Regions from separate parts of the Mus musculus genome. Here region 2 is linked to region 1. A link is a contact called in public HiChIP or PLAC-seq data. All regions are on one chromosome and are shown on one strand. The core of a region is the stretch at or near the end of the contact, and the rest is flanking DNA. Distances in the headings are between cores, read along the strand shown.

Evidence for each region. HiChIP or PLAC-seq counts read pairs in DNA pulled down with a chosen protein or histone mark.
Region 2: a contact with region 1 is called in a CTCF HiChIP or PLAC-seq map of CD8 T cells, with 8 read pairs. The contact joins two enhancer-like sites. A contact is called at or near these places in 2 of 15 datasets of contacts at CTCF or cohesin (CD8 T cells and the G1E-ER4 cell line), 8 of 484 Hi-C or Micro-C datasets (CD8 T cells, bone marrow-derived macrophages, liver and 1 more), 5 of 115 datasets of contacts at active chromatin or transcription factors (the HPC-7 cell line, a beta-TC-6 cell line, bone marrow-derived dendritic cells and 2 more) and 2 of 9 other capture datasets (bone marrow-derived macrophages and embryonic stem cells).

The regions. Positions count from the first base shown.
Region 1 is chr1:51,447,232-51,450,978 of GRCm38.p6, forward strand. No RefSeq gene overlaps it. Among named protein-coding and RNA genes, the nearest start is that of Nabp1, 29 kb to the right of the region's middle. Within about 2 kb of position 2,385, at least 26 of the 459 cell types and tissues checked have an H3K27ac peak or open chromatin away from gene starts, as enhancers often do. A contact at or near this core is called in CD8 T cells, where this site is marked.
Region 2 is chr1:51,568,343-51,572,392 of GRCm38.p6, forward strand. The region is part of intron 3 of Gm17767 (predicted gene, 17767); the gene reads right to left. Among named protein-coding and RNA genes, the nearest start is that of Gm17767, 26 kb to the right of the region's middle. Within about 2 kb of position 2,384, at least 13 of the 459 cell types and tissues checked have an H3K27ac peak or open chromatin away from gene starts, as enhancers often do. A contact at or near this core is called in CD8 T cells, where this site is marked.

The sequences.
Region 1 (3,747 bases), core at 1,135-3,634:
TCTGCCAAGACGGTATGTGAGTCACGGGAGCCCTGAACACAAAACATGAACCAGCATCGATGTGTTAGCCGGTTTCCATCTCTGTAGCAAAATACCTGAGATGATAAGCTTGTAAAGAGATACATTTTATCCTGGCTTATAGTATTGGGAGGCCCAGTCCTTGGTGGACTGGTTCCATTGCTTTGGCAGGGCAGGACATCATGTTGGGAGGGTGTGGTAGAACAAAAACACCCACCTCATGCACATGTAGCCAAAAGATAAAGGAAGGAGCCAAAGCTATTTTAGCTCTGCAGGGAGTGAAAACTATCACAATACAATTTTCACTTTTGTTAGAGTCCGAGGACTAGGCAGTGCACATCAGTAATGGTTAGTCTTCATGGATAAGTTGGCTAGATATCAAATTGTCTAGGAAATGGATAAGACACAACTCTTGGGTTTGTCTGTGATTTCTAGAGGAAATCAATTGAGGAGAAGACCCACTCTAAACGTAGAAAATACATCCATAGTCTAGAAGCCTGAACTGCATAAATGAGGAGACCAGCGCAGCATTCAAATGTCTCCTCTCCTTCTTTCCCACCACAGTGAGCTATGCCTTTCTCAGTCACACCCTCCCCACCACACTGGATAGATGAAATGATGAGCTAGCTTCTGTCACGTATCTGACCACATAACAGTGAAATAACTAATATACCTCTTGTTAACCATATCCCGGTGCTTAGCATAGTCCCCACCCCTAGTAGGTACATAATAGTTATTTATGAAATGAATGAACTACAAAATATCTACAGGAACTTTTTCAGTGAGGAGAATAGACTCCAAAGGTTGGCTTTAAAAGTGTCTCAAGGGAATGTTTGTGTACACTTAAAACTCTGGTCAGAGGGACTGGGAGCAGTCTCAAGGAGGCAGAAGTAGCATTTGGTTATAAGCAGAACCTTAATCAAGTATAGCAGACTATGTTTGAAAGAAAAAAAAAACCAGATAGATGATTAGTCACGAAAGCAAGAGGCAGACCAGATTGTAGAGAGGGAAAGTTGAGTCCTCATGCAAGTAGTGCCCAAAGGAACAGACATTAGGAACTGAGTTTATTGATGGAGTCATCCCGAGAGCACTCGTCTTTGTTAGGAGGCTCCTCAAGAATCCAACAGCCCCTGGTGTTGTTTGTTTCCTTGTTCATCAGAGTTCTGCTAAATCCAGGTATTTTCAGCAATCAGTTATTGCCTTGCTCCCTGAAGTTTGAATGCTGCACCTATAGGACAAGCTTGAGAGCTAGAGCAACACCAGACTTTCCTCAATATGCTAAGAAAATGGTGCCATTTTTTGTCAGCTTAACACCATCAGAATTGTCTCCATCAGATTAGCCTGTCTGTGTGCTTAAGCGACACTTTCTTAATTGCTAAATGATTTATGAAGGTCTAGTCCACTATAAGCCATACTATTCTTGGGCAGATGGGCCTGGGCTATTTAAGCAAAGTGTCTAAGCAAGCCAGACAAAGTGAGTCAGTAAGAAGCACTCTTCCATGGCCTCTGATTCAGTTCCTGCCTCCAGATTCTTATCTCTAGTTCCTGCCTTAGCTTCCTTTGCTGATAGACCATAAGACGTAAACTCTTTCCTCTCTCACATTGCTTTGGTCAGAACTTTATCATGGCAACAGAGAACTAGAACCACTAGGATATAACACCTCCCTGACTAACCACTAGCTCTGCAGTGATGGAGCCAGCCTTCACAAGCCATAGAAAATAGTCATTTTCTAGACAGGTGACTTCTCTGACTCATCCTGTGCTTTTCTCACTATTACCCGTCTTTCAGGAAATGAAAAGAGTCAGTGTTGCTTGGCAACCAGTCATTCATAATGAACACAGAAAATACTTGGAATCTCCAGAAATGTAGTGTGTGTGTGTGTGTGTGTGTGTGTGTGTGTGTGTGTGTGTGTGTGTCTGTGTGTGTCTATGTGTCTGTGTCTATGTGTCTGTGTGTGTCTGTGAATGTCTGTGTGTGTGTCTGTGTGTCTCTGTGTGTCTGTATGTGTTTGTGTATATCTGTGTGTCTGTATATGTGGTATGTATGCCACAGGGTACTGATCCCAGGGTCTCACATATTTTACCTGAGTTCTCTCCAGTATGCTATATCCCTAACCCAGGAATTTTTTACATTTTGGAATTTTCTACAGAGCAAATAGAAATAGATGAAAAACAAATAAACAAACCTACTACATCTTGTAGATATCACTATGGTTTCCTATTTTGCTCAGCCTGTCTTTGGAAAGTTTTGTTTAGCCACTGTTTGTCACAAATCTTTTAATATCCAGGGCTCCTTACTGCTTGTTTCTGTCTTTTTGCTGAGTCACCAATTGCAACCAAATTACCAACCTCATCATGCCTCTGGATCATGTGATGTCAGAGAATACCAGCTCTTCAAGGACACTTTTTATCACTAGGCGCATTGATACATCAATATTCTGCCTCTCTCCCTGTCCCTCTAGCAGCTCCTTCACTGGCTCTAATGGTTCCTCCTAAGGCTAACCAGAGCTTCACACTTCAGGTCTCTGTTCCATCAGTCTCTCAGACTCATGCCGACTGTTACAAATGCTCAATCTTACCAAGTAGTCTCAGATTGGCACTCTGTACCCTCTGCCTGTGACTCCAGCACAGGCAGGCCTGGTGTCTCATGCTTTAGAACCACACAAAACTCCTGGACCTTCTGTGCTAACAACATATTGGTGTCTCCAGCAGACCACAGAAAAGCATCTGTACTTTCAGTTTCAGGTAAATGGAGACATAAATAAAAACAGCCTAAACAGACATCACAATTACTAACTCAGACCCAGAAAAACTTCAGGAATCCAGCTACTTTATTTTTAGTTTGGGGTGGTTTGATTTTAGTTTGAGACACAAACTCTATGCAGCACATTCTAGCCTGAAATAATGTGTAGCCCAGACTGCCTTCAGTCTTCATTCCTAAGAGCTAGAAAGATGGCTCAGTGGTTAAGGGTACTTGATGCTCTTGCAGAAGACCCAAATTTAATTCCAAATACTCACAGAATGGCTTCCAACCCTCTGTATCTCTAGTTCCAGCAGATCCAGTGCCCTCTTCCAGTCTCCACAGGCACCAGGCTCATACACGGTGAACATGCATATATTCAGGCAAAACACACACATAAAATAAGATTAAAACTTAATTTTTTTTAAATTTGCAAAACTTCTGCATTACCCTCCCAAGGGCTGAGAGTACAGGTGCACACTCACAAGACTTAGCTTTGCTTTCCCTCCCTCATGCCTGCTCTCCTTCCATGGGCTGCATTAAGCACCAGGCCCACTTTGCCACAGTGGCTTCATCTGGTAGTGTTGCAATATCACAATTCTCAGACTAGTTGATAAGTTGTAGACATTTATTTCTCCCAGATCTGGAGTCTGGAGAGTAAGATGGGCCTGTTCTCAGCTAAAGTTTGCAACAGCCTTCCAGGGCAAAATGGCAAAGGAAACGTTCTCTTGGGAGCTTCCTGTAAGAGCACTGATGTCCTTCCTGCTGCTGAGCCTTCATGGCCCAACCACCTTCTAAAACCCCCACCTCTTAGTACTGTAGTGTTGCATACTGAATTTCAATACAAAGTCTGGGGACTACAATCACTCACCTTCATAGCACACAGTAACAAAATGGAAACAGTAGTTCTAAAACACAAATGTAAATCTTAGCTCATAGGTGAAGGGAACCCTTTTACTACACTGCTTCTGACCACTTAGAGAAAGTGC
Region 2 (4,050 bases), core at 1,134-3,633, 120 kb after region 1:
ATTTTGCCACCCGATACTATTACTATATCCAAACTCAAAAATATAAAGTAATATTTTTTGAGGAAAGGTACTCTATCCTGAAATGCAAAGAAAGATTTTTTTTTAGGTTGAAAAGATGTATAGACAGGTGACCAGTGCCCTCTGACGGGGCTCTGTGCGTTGGCTCAATTCTATATGTACAATCCCTGTATGTGATGGGGCTTAATGTGGGAGCCGCCTGTCCCTGTGTGTGATCCTCTAGAAAGAAATGCAGAGCAGTCAGCTACTCTCACAAATCATTTTCTGGCTGGGCTGATGGCACAGGCCTGGTAATCATGCTACCTGAAGACCTAGGCAAGAAGTCCAAAATTTCAAGGTCAGCCTGAGCAACATACACACACACACACACACACACACACACAAATAATAATTAATACTAATGATAATAATAACTATTACTAAATTTTAAAATAGTAAAAATATGTCTTAGGATAGCTCACTGGTAAAACTGGTAGGACACTTGTCTAGTACGCATCATGTCCTGGGTTTAGTTCCCAGTACTACACATGTGCACACACATACAAGTTTACTCCTGAAGTACATACTAGATGTGTGTTATGTTTATTCGTACAGTAGAATGCATCTCTTCTAAGTCCTAGACAGACAGGATAAATTACTGAGTAAATTTACCCATCTTAATCATGGTATGTTCTCAGCAACAGCATATGAAGACATCCCTTTAATAAAAAAATTAGTCTGGGTTTGTGTGCATGTGTGTGTGTGGGTATGTGTGTGTGCGTGTATGTGTGCGTGAGTGTGTGTGTGCGTGAGTGTGTGTGTGTGTGTGTGAGTGTGTGTGCGTGTGCGCATACGCACGCACATACTACAGCACTCATTCAGAGGCTAGAAGACAGCTTCATGGAGTCAGTATTTTTCACTTTTATGTGGGCTCCAGGGAGCCAACTCAGTTCATCAGGTTTGCACGGCAAGAGCTTTTTATCCCATGAGCCATCTTGTCTGCCTGACTTTAATATTTGTATCCACTGGGGAGTATGACAAAGAAATTAAGCAGCCAAGCAGAAAAATGCAAACCAAATTGTAACCTCTAGGTTAAAAGGAGACAATTCCCATCAGATGGTGACTCCATACTGGTACAGAGTTGTGGAACATTCCTTTACCAACAGGGACCTCTCAAATATCCCAATTGTTTTGTCTCTAGAGAATTCACACTGTAAATGAAATAAACAATAAAATATTATAGGACAGATATTACTGAAGAGATACAATTTTCTGTTTCAATTCCTAAAAGATACATTTTAAAGGGGGAAAAAAAACTAGAAATGATGACAAAGTAAGGCTACCTCAAAGCTGTGGACAGGTTTTTACCCCTTTAACATATGCAAATATTCACTTAGGGAAGAAAGCACTAGAGCGTTACCCACTCACTGACCACAAGTGTAGGTCCTCACAAAACCTTGTGGGTAACCCTAGCAACGGGTTAGAAATAAATCCTTGGATTACCATCACCACCACCACAGCCACCACCACAACTACCACCAACACCACTGTATCCATCACCCTCACCACCATCACCACCCTGCCACACCAGCCAAGTCAGAGTCCCTGGGGGCAACTCCACAACCAGTGCTGCAAGAACCCCCCATAGTTTCGAGGCCGGAGAAAGGCTGAGAGCCACTGACTCATTCCAAAATATTGATTGGTGTGTTAAGCACTGAGATACAAAAGCAAGAATTTAATACATCCACAGCTTAACTGGGAGCTTTCTCAGAAAGTCAAGGTATTTATCGGGCTATGCGCCATGAGGGCCAGAGTTTTGATACCCAGATGTGATGGCACACACCAGAGACAAGCGTATCCCAGATACTCACTAGCAACCAATTTAGCCGAAACAGAGGGCTCCAGGTTCAGTGAGATGCCCTGGCCCAAATAGATAGAGACATAGATGGATACATAGATGATAGGTAGATAGATAGATAGATAGATAGATAGATAGATAGATAGACAGACAAATACATAAATTGAAAAGTAATAGAGGAAGCACCCAAGTCAACCTCTGGCCTCCACACAGTCCCACAACAGGTCAGCATACTCACCACACACATGCACATAGCACTAGCCAGCAGAATGATGTTTTGACTGACGTGTCCTATGATCACCTACTGGGAGTATCTACCAACAACCCCAGTTTGTGCCAGGTTTTATCTCATACACACAAGCCTATGATGTCTAATTTATAAATTAGACACAGCAAAGGACTTGACTAGTAGTCTCCCCACTAATCTTTATACCTTTCATCTTTCCTTGAACACATGCAAGCATCCCTTGCTTACAGGAGAGCTTGATGGCAGCACTTGCTTCACACATCCTTTGCCCAACCCTTCAGAGCAGCTCAGTGCTTGCTGGCCCAGCACACAACTGTCAGTTCAGACACATTTTCCATCCACAGTCAGATTTTTTCTCTCTCTTTTAACTAAATGCTTGACACAAACTGTGGTTATAGCTTTTAGAGCTTGAGGCGAGACAGCAAAACCAGTACACACTTCTTTTCCCTTCCTTATACTTTCACCAAAAAAATCATTCTTACCAGAGATCCCAGCAAACTCAGTAACATGGCTTCTTTCCTTTCCTCTCCTTTTCTTTTCTTTCTTTCTACTTAAATTAAGGACTTTCAACATTTCACTTTACAGCTTCTCTTTGGCACAGCTGAGCTGTTAGCATCACTGCTGTGCACTTTGCTGCCATTATTAAATAAAATAAGAGTAACTGAGCACAAGCACAGTGGTCAGGAGAGTGGTGATGTAATGGGGGTGAGACTATGAAATAACTAATAGGCAGGTGGCATGCAGCTTGGCTACACCAGACCAAGGGATAGTTCTTGTCTCTGGTGAATGAGGCAGAATGACGCAAATTTTCATCACAGGACTCAGAATGGCATGTCTTACTTTTTTTTTTTTTTTTTTTTAGTTATTTATGGATTGGTTGGTTGATTTTAATACAGGGCTTCATGTATTCCAGGTTAGCCTCAAACTTGATATATAGCCAATGGTGTCATTAAACTTCTGATCCTTCCAGCTCTATCTCTTAAGTGCTGGGATTACAGGCACACATTACCACGGTGCCAGGGATTGCAAACACTACCAACTGAGCCATATCCCCAGCAACTGAAATTCTGCATTTAATAATTTCAGACTACAGTTGATTACAGGTAACTGAAACCGCAGTGAATAAAATGAGTGTTATCCTCTTAATTCTGTTATACCCCATAATCTGTCACCCACGGATTAAAATTTCCCAAACTACGGTATAAAAGTTTAATATCATGTTCCTTTCCTCGCATAAAATCTTCTTTATAATCTTTCCTAAGATAGTAATATTTCTTTACCTTCTATCCTTGACTAAACCATATTTTGGAAAAAAATTTAAGTTGTCCTTAAACACAACTTTAAACCCCAAACGTAGAGGAAACTTTTATCTGTTCTCTACCAATAAAGGAAGAGTGGGGTCCAAAGACATTTACATTACACTGGCTTAACTCTCCAAGCTGGTGTGAACAATAAATGCCAAAATCCCCAGTAGATGAATATGTGATGAATACAGAAGAGACCAGCACCTAATTGTCTAAAAGTCCCAATAGTCTACACACAGATTCCAAGAAAAAACCAATCACATGATAGCACACCAAGTGCAGACATGCTGTAATAAACTAGCAAAGCATCGTTAACTACACAGTGTTAACTACTTCTATAAACACTGGGAGGTGGTAAGTAAATTGTTCACAAGTGTGAAGGTTACCTGGGCCTTTGCTGAACAGCACAGTGAGATAAAAGAAATAACAAATGAAATAGAAAAATTAAGTAAATACTATTATTGCAAGAAACAGTGCATTTAAATAAAGTTAAATGAAAGTGTGGAGATGTATGCCCTAGGTGGGCAGAGTGAGATGGCAGGCTATTTTATCACATTACTCAAGCAGACCACAATTTCAAACTTACACTCAGTTTATTTCTGAAACTTTCCATTTAATAATTTGTATCACATTTGAGCTCAAGT